3 separate regions of the Mus musculus genome follow, and all the other regions are linked to region 1. Evidence: chromatin contacts called from public ChIA-PET and Hi-C data. All regions are on one chromosome and are shown on one strand. The core of a region is the stretch at or near the end of the contact, and the rest is flanking DNA. Distances in the headings are between cores, read along the strand shown. Region 1 holds the start of P2ry10 (purinergic receptor P2Y, G-protein coupled 10). Region 2 has its middle 77 kb from the start of P2ry10. Region 3 has its middle 30 kb from the start of P2ry10b.

What was found. Hi-C and Micro-C count contacts between places; a contact is called where the count stands out from the background. ChIA-PET counts read pairs in DNA pulled down with a chosen protein or histone mark.
Region 2: a contact with region 1 is called in a Hi-C map of bone marrow-derived dendritic cells, with 2.6 times the contacts expected there. The contact joins the enhancer-like site here to the promoter of P2ry10 in region 1. A contact is called at or near these places in 2 of 39 promoter capture datasets (embryonic stem cells and stem cell-derived epiblast-like cells), 1 of 15 datasets of contacts at CTCF or cohesin (pro-B cells), 2 of 484 Hi-C or Micro-C datasets (bone marrow-derived dendritic cells and macrophages), 3 of 115 datasets of contacts at active chromatin or transcription factors (the 230-238 cell line, bone marrow-derived dendritic cells and memory CD8 T cells) and 2 of 9 other capture datasets (adipose tissue and liver).
Region 3: an RNA polymerase II ChIA-PET map of memory CD8 T cells shows a contact between it and region 1, with 117 read pairs. The contact joins the enhancer-like site here to the promoter of P2ry10 in region 1. A contact is called at or near these places in 5 of 39 promoter capture datasets (the 3T3-L1 cell line, the C10 cell line, neutrophils and 1 more), 1 of 15 datasets of contacts at CTCF or cohesin (pro-B cells), 3 of 484 Hi-C or Micro-C datasets (B cells and CD8 T cells), 4 of 115 datasets of contacts at active chromatin or transcription factors (CD8 T cells, effector CD8 T cells, large pre-B cells and 1 more) and 2 of 9 other capture datasets (adipose tissue and liver).

What each region holds. Positions count from the first base shown.
Region 1 is chrX:107,087,996-107,092,382 of GRCm38.p6, reverse strand. P2ry10 (purinergic receptor P2Y, G-protein coupled 10) reads right to left here and starts at 3,050. Exons shown (of 3, transcript NM_172435.4): 1 at 2,956-3,050; 2 at 2,651-2,825.
Region 2 is chrX:107,010,055-107,014,286 of GRCm38.p6, reverse strand. No RefSeq gene overlaps it. Among named protein-coding and RNA genes, the nearest start is that of P2ry10, 77 kb to the left of the region's middle. Within about 2 kb of position 1,701, at least 20 of the 459 cell types and tissues checked have an H3K27ac peak or open chromatin away from gene starts, as enhancers often do. A contact at or near this core is called in bone marrow-derived dendritic cells, where this site is marked.
Region 3 is chrX:107,177,012-107,181,133 of GRCm38.p6, reverse strand. No RefSeq gene overlaps it. Among named protein-coding and RNA genes, the nearest start is that of P2ry10b, 30 kb to the right of the region's middle. Within about 2 kb of position 2,228, at least 24 of the 459 cell types and tissues checked have an H3K27ac peak or open chromatin away from gene starts, as enhancers often do. A contact at or near this core is called in B cells, CD8 T cells, effector CD8 T cells and 1 more, where this site is marked.

The DNA.
Region 1 (4,387 bases), core at 1,801-4,300:
CAAGTGCCTCTGTTTCCTGTAAATTATCCAATGCTATTCCTATCTATATCATTAATTTTTGTAGGAATAAGAGTTTCATTATTATAACTTTAAAAGATCAGGAAATTGACTCTTAGCAAGATTAATTTTATTTTATTTCCCCAAATCTGAGAAGTATTGCAATTTAGCTTGTAATAAGATTTCTTCATAAAACTAGGAAAAAGTTGAAATTCTCCATCTCTAAACAAGTTTTTGCATGGAAGAAAAATATTTTAAGATGCTTTATATGGAATATACTCTCCTTAAAGATAAAGACACTGCACTTCTTAGGTACAGTTCTAGCACTTTTATCTATATTTGCTACATATATATGACAAATGACTGCCCACCAGATCTCAGGGTAGTACCACCAGGTTTCAGGGTAGTACCATATCAAAATAAGGGATTTTTATGAAGATTTGCCTGTAGGCTCAAATCACATTAGATTGCAGATAGAAAATTTGGTACACTTTAATTTTGTCTTTCATAGAAGGAGTGTTGAGTTGAACAAGACTTGTAGAATAGGGAAGACTGAAAACAGGAGAATATTTTTTTTAAATATTACCCTTGGATCAAAGAAACTTTGATTCAACTAGTCAAATACCAATTCTCTACATTGCTGTAATAAACCCAATTTTTTTCATTTCTTTATTATTAAAATAAGAAAATTAAGCTCAATGGTCTTTAACTCTGTTCTAGCTCTAACTTACCTTGTCTGTTATGGGCACTACCCCTCTCACTACTGTCACTGCCAGATCCTGATGCAGCCACTACCCTGCTGAGAAGATATACTTAGAACATTATAGTTGTGTGTATGTAATTATCAAAAATCATTGTTGAATGATAATTACAAATGATATTATTAGTGAATTATTTAATTGAAACTTGAGGATACTAGCACTCAAAATAAGTAATCCCATTTCCCAAAACGATTAAGCAATGGGCTCAGGATGGAAAGTCAGTTCTGGAATGAAGCTCTATTCATTCCCTAAGTACAAGCTCGATGGCTCCTCATCCTCTCCTCCTCATCCTCTCAACTCTCCTTCTCTTTTAAAGCTCTTGTCATTAAGAAACCAGCACAACTTAGCAAACATGTATATAAAAATTACTTCTATTTTCCTTGATAGTAGGGGTAGTTGTCTTAGAAAAAATGAAAAAGAAAAAGAACCAGAGATGTGTTTTTAAAAAAAAAGCAAAATCATTGTTCTAATAAAAGTGCTAAAAGTATATATGTCCACATTCTTCTTGGTGACAACATACACTATAGTTACAAAGTACCAATGCAATGAGTAGATTGTTCTAAGTCCAGGATTGGTTCTTTACAACAGCAAGCTTTCATTAATTTTTTGTTTGTTTGTTTCTTGAAAGAACTAATGTCTTTCAAATCCTGATATGAACTTCAAGTAAAATTTTGGGATAATTTAATTAAAGTACACTGTAGAACTCCCCACCCAACCATTGCCCTGATTGTGGAAAATTGTCCATACTGTAGTTTCACAGCAAACATATCTGTGTTCTTTGTTAGAACCATGGCAAGAGCATCATAGAACCCCAAGTTATTTATCTCAAACACAGCCACCAAGTACCACCCCAAAACTTCCCCCAAAACTGTGCTTATTCACTTGGAGTTCTTTGTTCTTTCACTACTTGGATTTAATAGTCCATACAGTTCAAACCGAACAACTTTTTCAATTAGGCCCTAAAAAGAACTGTGTTTGACCAAAGAAGCAATTGGATTCAGCAAAAAACATTATAAAAAGCAACTGTCCTAAATTTATGGCCTAGATAATCCGTATAGTTTAGACAATTAGAAACCCTAAGTATATTTGCATAACGCCTACCCATGTACCCTGTATTTTAGTTTTGCATAAATTCTCTAATTAGTAACTATAACAATGACTCCCTGCATTTATTTAAACAAGCAAAACAAAAATATCCCCACTTGAAGAATTCTAAAAATCGAGACTCTCTTCTCTTGAGAAGCTGAGCAAAGTCGGCATCATTGTATGTAGACTAATTCTGGGATTATCCAAGCACACAGTCTGCCATGAAGAAATCCCTAGAGAAGCTGGTTTTTGACTCACTACTGCTAGCTCCACTCTAAAGTGCATTCACTGAAAAGATAAGTGTCTCACATTTGAACTCTGCTATCTCTAAGCATTGAAGTTAGAACAACAATGAATCAAGGAATACCTCTGAACAAACTTTGACAATCAAACGGGTCATAGGTAGTTTTATACTACTGAAAGACACAGTCTTCTGTAAGGAAAAATGAACATGTGTTTTAAGACACAGTTCATAGCTGTAATTCTGCCACTAATTACCTGAATGTTCTTAAGTGGCTTCATCTCACTGTCTCAGATAATTTGACTGTATCATAAGGAATTTTTATCTGTATAGACCTTTTAGCTCCAAAATAAATCATCAGACTGTCTTCCTTCATGCTAGAGAAAAAAAAAAATACTATTTGTCCCAGTATCTCTGTAAGCTAAGATTACCATTAAGAGCTCAAACCTAGATTATTTTTTGTATGTAACTAGATAAATTACACACAGCACAAGTTCAAATCCTCTTTTATTGACTAAGTATGTCAAATTGTTCCAAATGAGACTAAATGCAACACTGTACTTACCTTTTGTGGCATCCACTACTCCTTGTCAACTGTATAGAAAGCCCCTTTAGCAAGCAGTGAGTTGCATCACATCCTTCATACTGCTATTGTAACAGTGGAAGCTGATCACATTATACTTCACTTTGAACTCTGGCTAGACTGAAAGACAATCACATTTCTTCCCTCTGTAACAATCCTGAGATGGGAAACCAAAGACCATTTTATTCAAAACACGGCCTTCACATCTGCCCCAGTCCAGATCTTTCTTTCTCCACCAATCCTCCCAAACAGAACCACAAAGTTACAGGTGCTGGGCTAGAACTTACCCTGATGCTGAGCTGGGATAGAGTCTTGTATATTTGCAAAGAGATGAGAGTAAAAAGGTACAACTCTGGGCAGCAAGCACATATCCTGCTGATAACTGAAAGAAAAATAATGTTGAAAGAGGAAGTAGAGCACATTAATGTCTCACCACAGAAACCTTGCTTGCACAGAACGTAGGTAAGTCCCTTGAGCAGATGACGTTAATCAAGTGTGATTTCTTCTTTATTTCGTTTGTGCTGTACAAACAGCTAATACGTCCTTGTCTTCTTAACTGTTACCTACCTTATTTCCTTCTACCACAACTCGAATGTTTTTCTTACTAAATCCAGTAGGTTTGGGGCCAAGATAAGACTTCTAAGCCAAATATAAAGAAAATTTACCTAAGACCTGGGAAGCTGCTGCTCTTTGAATTTTGGGAGGCAAACTTCAAAATACATATCAAAACTAACAATGGGACTCTCTCAGTTTAAACTTTCCACTCAATCTAGATCATCCTCATCTCTATCAGTCCATTTCTAGATTCACATTTTAATGTGTACTTAACTTGTTTTGTTTATTTATTGTGCCTTTGCTATACTGAAAACTACATCATACTGAGAGCAAAGGCTATGTCTAGATTATTTTTGTACTGTACATAAAGTATTTTCACAAATGTTTAAGTGAAAAGTGTGCAAGTGGGTGAATAAATGAATTCTCAAGGAATGTACATGTAAGTAAAAGAAAAGTGTGATTGATCACAGATCTGCCTCTAGTGTAATAGGAGTCTTCACAATGATTCTTCACAATGTCTATGGAATTGTCAGAAATACGCAAGTAAATACTACACACATAGAAACAACACTTTCAGCTAAGTTTCAGAAAAAAATCTCAGAAACAAGGCTTACTTACAAAGTAGTACAAACCTCTACAGGCATGTGAAAGAACCACACTTAGACTTTGCAGCCTGCAGCTGCAACAAACTTTCTGGGTAATAACCATAGTAAGGAAGAAAAACATAAATACTTGTGGGTTAGGTCAAAGAGTAGCATTTTGATTCACAGATAAGACTGGTGAAAGAAGGAAATAGTAGACCACGTTTTTGTAGGAGGGCAACCTGGAACTGCAACAGCTCATTTTGCAACGAATGCATCTTAGAAAAGCAGAACCGTTAGAGATCTAGGTGGAGCTAGGCCCAGCACTCAGGGATGTCCAATAAAAAGTCACAGGGGCGTTGAGGGATGGAAAAGAAATGATTTTAGCATTAGAAACTAAGAGTCTGGGCTGATTGATGATAGGACCATGACTTGTGAGGATTGGCAACAAAATAGGGTATTCTTCCTGGCTGAACTATGTAATGAAACAAGCTTGACCTTGCAGTCCTCTTCTTAATTCGGATTGCATAGATTTATCCAGCTCCAATCTGTTGTTAATTTCGTTTTTTGATTTGGCATCCTT
Region 2 (4,232 bases), core at 452-2,951, 77 kb after region 1:
TGTGAATGAATCCATCAGGCACTTTCCTATCATTCATCTCTTTTGCCCTGAATATTTTATAGCTCATTTCCTTTGCAGCGCTCTGTTCTCCATGGCTACCAGATTCTTTTTCAGATGTTGATCTTTCTTTATCTAGCAAGTTAGGTATTTCTAAGACCATTTTGTGAGTTAAACATTGCTTTATTGCCCTCAATCAATCAAATTGTATCCACAGTATCTATTGGAGTATGTGCTGTGGGGAATGGAGTCATGTGTTCTATGTTTGATGTTTTGCTAATATTGCCAGTGTGCTGGCAAGGGATGTGAATTTACTGTGATAGTAAGTATAGTAAGTAAACAAGGAAAATTCCAAAATTCTCTGGATGTTGTTGTTGTTGTTTTTGTTTGGTATCCATTTGTTTCTTTGTTTTTGGCACACACTGGAGTAAGTCACTGAACTTTTCTGGGTTCCACTTCTCAATACCCCAAAACATAACCAGTAAAATAAAAGCAAAATTTAAAGCCCTTATTACCTCACAAGTTCCAGTAAATTAATGTGGAAAGAGGAGAGGATTGGAGGTCACCCAGCTCCAGGTTAAGATCTTCATTCTGACCTTCTCTAGTTGACCAGCCTTGGGAAAAATCATTAATCTTAGCCTCAGCTTTCTAGTGTACAATGTGCTTTGCAGTGCGGTCATGGTATACCTTATTTCGTTGAGCTTAGGATTTTGAAGCACTCAAGTGCAAAGTTCCTTTCACTATACTTAAATTATTTCTTCATAAGTGTGTGTGTATCTTCCTTGAGTAAAACTAAGGAAGCAACAAGAGCTGAAATCCATACCCAACTGAAAACAAGAGTTATTTTCTGTGATCCCTATCTTCAATGTATATGCATGGTAAGTCTCCAGTATGAGTTCTATTACAGGCCTGGAAACAAAGTGAGTAGATTTGAAACAAAGAAAACTGCAAGTAATCCTAAACCTTTAGAGCTGAAACAAGATGGAGCTAGCATTTGTATGTGAATTCAGATGAGAGAACCAAGCCTCAGTGTACTTAAGTGATGTTCCTAAAGCTAAGTAGGTAGTAAATGGCAGATACACAATTCATATGTTTGAACTTTAATCCACATGACTTGTGCTGGGGATTACTTTCCTCCAGTTTTCCATATTTCATGGCACCCTCTCTATGGCATTTCTCACCTTGGTCATAGTACTCTCTAGAGGTGCACACGATTGTTCTGATGACCTCATTCTTCTCTGTTTGCTTCTTCCCTCTTTATTTGCTTTGCTTTGGAGAAGTCTCTGCTAAGAAACCTTGCTGCCTGGGATATCCTTACTAATGAATCCACTTTAGCGATAAAGAGTAGTTCAGTCAAGCCATTACTTATTTTTCAAAGGTAAAAAAAAAAATAAACCCTCTTCACAATGAGGAACTTTGATGACCTCAGCTAGCCACACTGACCACACCTGAAAATCACTGGTTTGTATCACACTGTCACTGATGATGCAGTTGTACCCACAGTGTGCTAGACTTCCCCTGTTAGGCAACCAAATGTATCCTCACAGTACAGAGGATGAAGGTTTCATTCCTCATTCTCGTTTAACTATTTTACATAAAAATATAAAAAAAAAAGGAGTCTCAAGCATCTGGCAGACCTATCCAAAATGCCTGGGAACGTTATGTTTTGTGTTCAAAACTAGAAACAAAACCCAGATGGCTTTCACTACAAACAGTTCTCTCATCTTCACTTCTCCAGGCCTTAATTAGGCTCATGGTTGTCAGAGGTACTACCTCCAACTGACAAAGCAGAGGCGTTTGGATAATTTCTCTGGCTGGTCTTTTGCTGACTGTTCTTGTAATGTGCTTGATGGTTGATGTTAGACAGAGAGTCACCTCTACAAGTCATGGTGACCTCTACTGATTATGATTATGCTACCTTCATCTTCTCAAAAATTCTGTTTCCTATAAGTCAGTTAAGCTCTTTTCCTGCTTTTGAGAATGAGCAGTTAAGTGCACAGACAATCATGTTGAGGCTTGCCTTGAAACTTATATTGGTGGAATGACTTGAGGGCAGACAGGGGTGGCTGTTAATATATAGACTATAGCCAGGAAACAAATTGACTCATGTGGTAAATAGCCCTTTTGACCTTGCACTCATTAACTCCATACTTTAAATTCTGACCCTCAAGAGCCAGAACTCCTTCAAAAGTAGTGAAGAAACTTCTAATCTCTAAAAAAATGCAGCAGATTATCCCTATAATTTGTATACATTTTGTCACCATGGATAACTGATACACAATTATGCCAGGCCAAGCCAGAATCTATTGCTGATCCATCTCACTAGAATCCTGGAATGCTAAATTGGAAAGGAGTTCGAAGAATTATCTTGTTCAACCCCCTCATTTTATAGTTGAGAAATTAAGGCCACAAAAAGGAAGTAGTTTGTCCAAATTATACATCTAGTTAGTGGCAGAATCAGGAAAAGGCTCATGTCCTTTAGTTTATACTTTCATATATCAACTATATTGCATTTCAGGACAATGTCCCTTTGTGTGAAGAGGACAGAGAATACTTTAGAAATATATATTATGGCCCTAGAGGAGAAAAGGTATTACAGAGAACAGTGAGGATTTTGGGGTAGACAGACTGCCTCAAGCAACCTGCGGAATTCATATTTCATTGTTCTGTAACTCATGTATAGGGAATTTCATAACACTTAGAGGACAAAAGTTCTGGGCTAACTTCAAGTTTAGGATTGTTTTATAAGAAGAGGAGAAGAGAAGGCCATTAAAAATAGAATGTCACCAATGTTATAACTTTCTCGAGAAGTGGCCAATCTGTAAGCATCATTGCATGTGGCTCTTTCTCTCAGATGCCATCAAACAATAATGGCAGTCCCAGTGAGAATTTTTAAAAACTCCATTTGCCCTGCAGTTAGAGACTGATGAATATAAATTATGTAAGACTATCTATTGTACCTTCACTCCCAATAAATTAAGACAGGTTCAAATAGTAAAAGAAATTTTATTTCATAATTATTTCCTATCTGAAATAATCTGTGTTCCCTCTTAATATAACACTAATTAGTCACCCAATGTTATCACTGTTCTCTATGGCTTGTTGTCAAGTGTTATTATAATGGAAAACCTAGAAACTGAATGGCAGAAAAGGAGAAATGTGCATAGCCCTAGTATAAGTACCCTGGAGGATAATGGTTTTGTCAATTGTGTTCAGAGCTTTGTCACCTAATTCCCCATGTGGAACATAGCAAATGTTCAATCAATACTTATTAAATAATGAATTATGAAAAGTGAATATTCTATGTAAGTCATAGTGTTAGTTAACATAATTTTTGAATGCATGCAATGCAGTTTCTCTTGAAATCATTGTAAATAGAAAAGTAGTGTCAGTAAAGAGTCAACCAAGTGATGATGAGGAAATTGTACACTTTATGAATGTATAAAATTCACGTAATGGTTGTAACCTCAATGCTTAGCACAAAACCTAGAACATAGTAGATGTTCACTAAATATTTACCAAGCATTTACTGCCTGACAAAATCTCTAGGGAGCTGGGGGGGGCAGTAAATTAGAGAATCATTTCAGACTTTGAGTTTTACTGAAAAGAAATGCCATTGCCAAAACCATAGACGTCATGAGATGAGAGTCAGAGCACGGAAACAGTGATTAGCCCCATTTTCAAAATGTTGATCTACAAGTGTAGCAGTGTCTTTGGACTTCATAGTGGCGGTCACAATGACATGTGATAGTGTTTCCAGTAGTGATTCTTGCTGACTTTATAAAGGACAAGGCACAGACATTTGGGGATTCTCCACATGGCACTGGAACTGTGAAAGTATATTTGCATGCAAATATAAGGAGAAAAAAATTTCAAACCAGACTGAAAGAAGTAAAAAGAGGAAACTACACAAAAGTTTAAGGAAGAGTAATAATATAAAAGTAAAATAAAATTTAAAAACTCCAGAAAAGGTTATGGAAACATAGTTAGAAATGGATTTCCAGAGTTTCAGGAAGAGATGAAAAAAACCTAAATAATCCTTGATGGCTTTCAGTGGAAGATCACTGATCTCAAAAGTGTTCTTGGGAGACAGTCTTAAGTGACCCCCAACATTGGACACAGTGCCTACATTTGAATCCAGCCTTTACTGTTGACTACCTGTGTGATGCTGGACGAGGTTCTGACCTTCATGGCTATTTCTTTATTCTAAAAACAGGGTACAAATACACAGTACT
Region 3 (4,122 bases), core at 979-3,478, 90 kb before region 1:
ATGTACAGAGAATATGTGACTGATGAGTATTCAGCCCTAAATGATATATTTATATCATATTCTCCCCTCTCAAGCTTCAGGAATCATTATGGAATAATGAGAAAAAGATTCTTAGAGCCAAAGGTAGAGAATGTCTGCAAGAAAACATATTTTCCTAGACACAATGTGGTAATTGCACATATAAACTCAAAACAGATGTGATAGCAGTATCAAGACCTCAAAACAAACAAAACCCTAGCATGTAAGAAGGCGGGACGAAAGCACTACTCCTACCTGAGCTGTAATTGGTTGCTGCTATTATACTTAATACTATTTTACCATAAAAAGGAATGAAATATGATATCTATGGTACAAGTTAAATTTTAAAATATTATTCTGAGTCAGTATAGTCACACATAAAAATTATATATTATATGAATCCATTCATATGAAATATCTAGAATAGATAAACTCAGAGAAGAAAAGCAAATTTGTGAATTTAGAGGCTTAACAGATATGAGTTTTCCATTGAGTTGTTGAAAATAATTTATGACTAGATGGGCATTATGGTTGCACCCATTTTAAATGTAAAGGCAATCTACTTTGTGATGTACCAAAATATGTCTTTTACATTACCATGGTGGAATGCATATACAGTAAAAATCATAATACACATTTTTTAATTCAGGCTACCAATATGTAGTATGATAATCTCTTTTTTGTGATATTCAGCAGTAATATTGAGCTCCATGACAGCCCTGCAATCATGGCGACAATAAACAATCTATACTCTTCAGAGTTCTGTTCCTACAAAGTTATTAAATTAGCATGTATTAAATTCATATTTGACTTATGAAATTTTAAAATTACCATGAGCTTAATAGGATGCAACCTCATCATAAATGATGTACTCAATGCTGCTGAGCTGTCCACTTTAACAGGATTACTTCTATATTATGAAATTTTTGCATCAGTCTGAAAATAACTTATCCTCGAACTCAGAATTTTATACAGGAAAAGAACCAATATAGTGAATATATATTACAAGGGAAATTCACTAGATTGGCTTACCCAATTCATGCTGGGTCATATAAGTGGCTATCTGCATGCTAGGCAGTCTGAGACCCTAGTAATTTCTACAGTAGCATACAAATCTAGATGTCTCTACTCTGGCCATACTCTGGTGCTGACTCCATGAAAGATTTCTGGAGAGTCCTTGGTCTTTAGGATGCACTATAAGGCTGAAGAAACTGGGTTCCAAAGTCAGTGAAAATGGCAGCAATACAAGTAGATATAAAGGTACTTACCAGCAAGAAACCAAGGTGTGTATGAAAAAGAAGTACTGTTTTCCCCTTGGATCCCTTTATATGTATATGGGATACATATACATATACATATACATATACATATACATATACATATACATATACATATACATATACATACATGGGCTGTCACCAGAGTGTTCTGTCTGTTCTTGAGGTATTTTCTCCCTATAGCTAATCATTTAAAAAACATCTTATAAAGTCACCTAGAGGTGTATAAAATGGATGTCATTTATTGTAAAGTAGACCTACAATTAATTGCTTATGCCTTTATCATTACTTTCTTGAATATGCAAAGGTATTATTACATCAGTGCAAACATTGCAGGGGGGAGTTAAAAACAAAATAATCCTTAAAACATGTTTTGTGCTATTGTTGAGTTCATAATGTAATTCAAACAATATGGGCATAAAATTTTTCAATACTAGTGAACAAATGGGCCAATCTGAAAAACATAAACACAATGGCTGTGTGTGGTTTTCATGAAAGATAGCCATAGTGTGTGCTTTTTATAGTTCCTCAGTAACAGGATCAGTAGCATTACTTTAGTAAAGGAAGAAATTCATTATGAAAAAAATTTCATATGATTATATAGACTGAAACATTCATAGTTTTCAAGCTGGAGACAGAGAAGCTAATGCTACAGACATCCCAGGAAGAGAGCTAATAATTTGAATTTCTAATGTCAAAAGAAAGCTGTTGTAGTACCTAAAGTAGAAGTGCAGGAGGCAAAGGGACATATTCCCTGCCTTTTCTATCTTTACATCTCTAAGATCTACACTGTTCTTCCCTCCCCACCCCCTAGTCTCACTTGCATCATTGTGCCCGAAGTGTGTTGAAAAATCTCAATACTCATTTCAGAACAACTGAGCAGCAGAAATAAAACAGGAAGCCAGTCACCATAAATTTCAACACCTCATTTGGTAAAGAGGAAATTGAGGCCCAGAAGACATAGTGATTTGTGTGAAGTTTTAGCAAATGAGCAGGAAAACACACAGTTGATTTTGAGAGGCCAGACCAGTGTTCTTTTTTTTTCCCTCTAGCAGCATTGCTCCTCTGCAAACTATCAGCAAAAGTTCAGTTACCAGAACAGGCTCATTAGCACAACATCCAAGCTACTGAGGGAAAGACATTGTCCAGAAGTCAGTCTTAGAGAAATAGAGGCAATTCGAATTCTCATTAGAGTAACTATTACCACTTTGCTATATCCAGATCTATTATTGCTCCTGCAGAGGACTGGGGTTTAAGTCCTAATCCCATCATTGTGGTTCTGTAACACCAGCTCCAGGGTATCTGCTGCCTTCTTCTGAAGTCCACAGGCACTAGGCATGCAAGTAGTACATAGACATACATACAGTCAAAATTCACATCCATACATCACTAAATCTAAATGAAAATTTAACACTGAATTGTTTCACCATATGGAGAAGAGACAGCAAAAAGAAAATAGTATTTCCAAGTTTTGTCACCATCCACATCCTCCAGACTGCAAACCTTTTTATAAGTACAATAAAATCAATATTAAAAACATATAAAAAGCACATAATGATAAAAGTCATCTGTGGTAATACAACTTCACATGACATAGACTGCCAATACTAAGGTACCTGTCACATCTGAAAAGTACTGCTTGTGGCAGAAAGAGTTGTAATATGTATTTTCTCTCCACCTCATGCCAGAGCTACAAGGTAAGAAATTATAGCTTCAATTACTACTGAGGAAATAAAATCTTGGAAAAAAACAAATAACTCACTGAAAGTCAAATAATTAGTGATTGAGTTGACATTTAACCCCATGGTGCACAAAATCTGCAACCCCACAGTTTCCTTTGGTATTACATTACTAAGAATGGGTAAAATAAACAGTTCCTCAGAGTCAGAGAACAAATGTAACACAGACGATGTGAAATGGTCTCTTTGACAGAGTAAGTCTTGATTCACTATATTATTCTAATGAAAATTTTGATATCTGCAGCTTATGATAATTATGCCATGATTTTCCATGTGAACTATTCCTACATTAATAAGCTTTTAAGGAAACTAAGAAGTGATTTTTAATTGGAATATTATAATAAAGAACCTAAAAATATGTGTTATACCTTCATGGGGAAAATCTCATGGGCCTTCACGATCAAATATAAAGCTATAAGCAATAATTGACTACTAAAGAATGCAGAATTAATCCTCCCTGGGGATGAGCCTCCTAATTGGTTATCAAATACAGGTGGTCAGCCTTAAAATACAAATGGACTCGGCAAATCATATTTATATATTTATTTGTATATATCTTTCTTTGTGTATAACAATAATAAAGAAAAGAAGAATATGAATTATAAACGAAATGGGAGGACTGACATGGGAGGGGGTTGGAAGGAGTGGAAACAGAAGAAAGAATGATATAATACTATACCAAATGTCATTCCTGAAAATCTACATATAAAAAACAGACTGTGAAGATTGTACTTAATGTTTATGGGCACATGCATATATGTAATATATGCAACAATGAGGAAAGCATATGGATATGTGAGAGTGTTTTGGAAGTGGAAAAGAAGAAATAATACAAATAAAAATAAAACATTGTAAAAGGAAGAAACTAAACCCCAAAAAGGAATTGTGACACACTGAAGATCTCAAAGTGACCTTTCTTTAAAATGTTGATATATGGATATTGTTTATCACTCCATTTTCCTATATAGAAAATGCTGTCTTAGGTAGATCAATGGAACAGAATTGAAGACCCAGAAATGAAACCACACAACTATGGTAACTTGATCTTTGACAAAAGAGCTAAAGCCATCTAGTGGAAAAAAAGACAG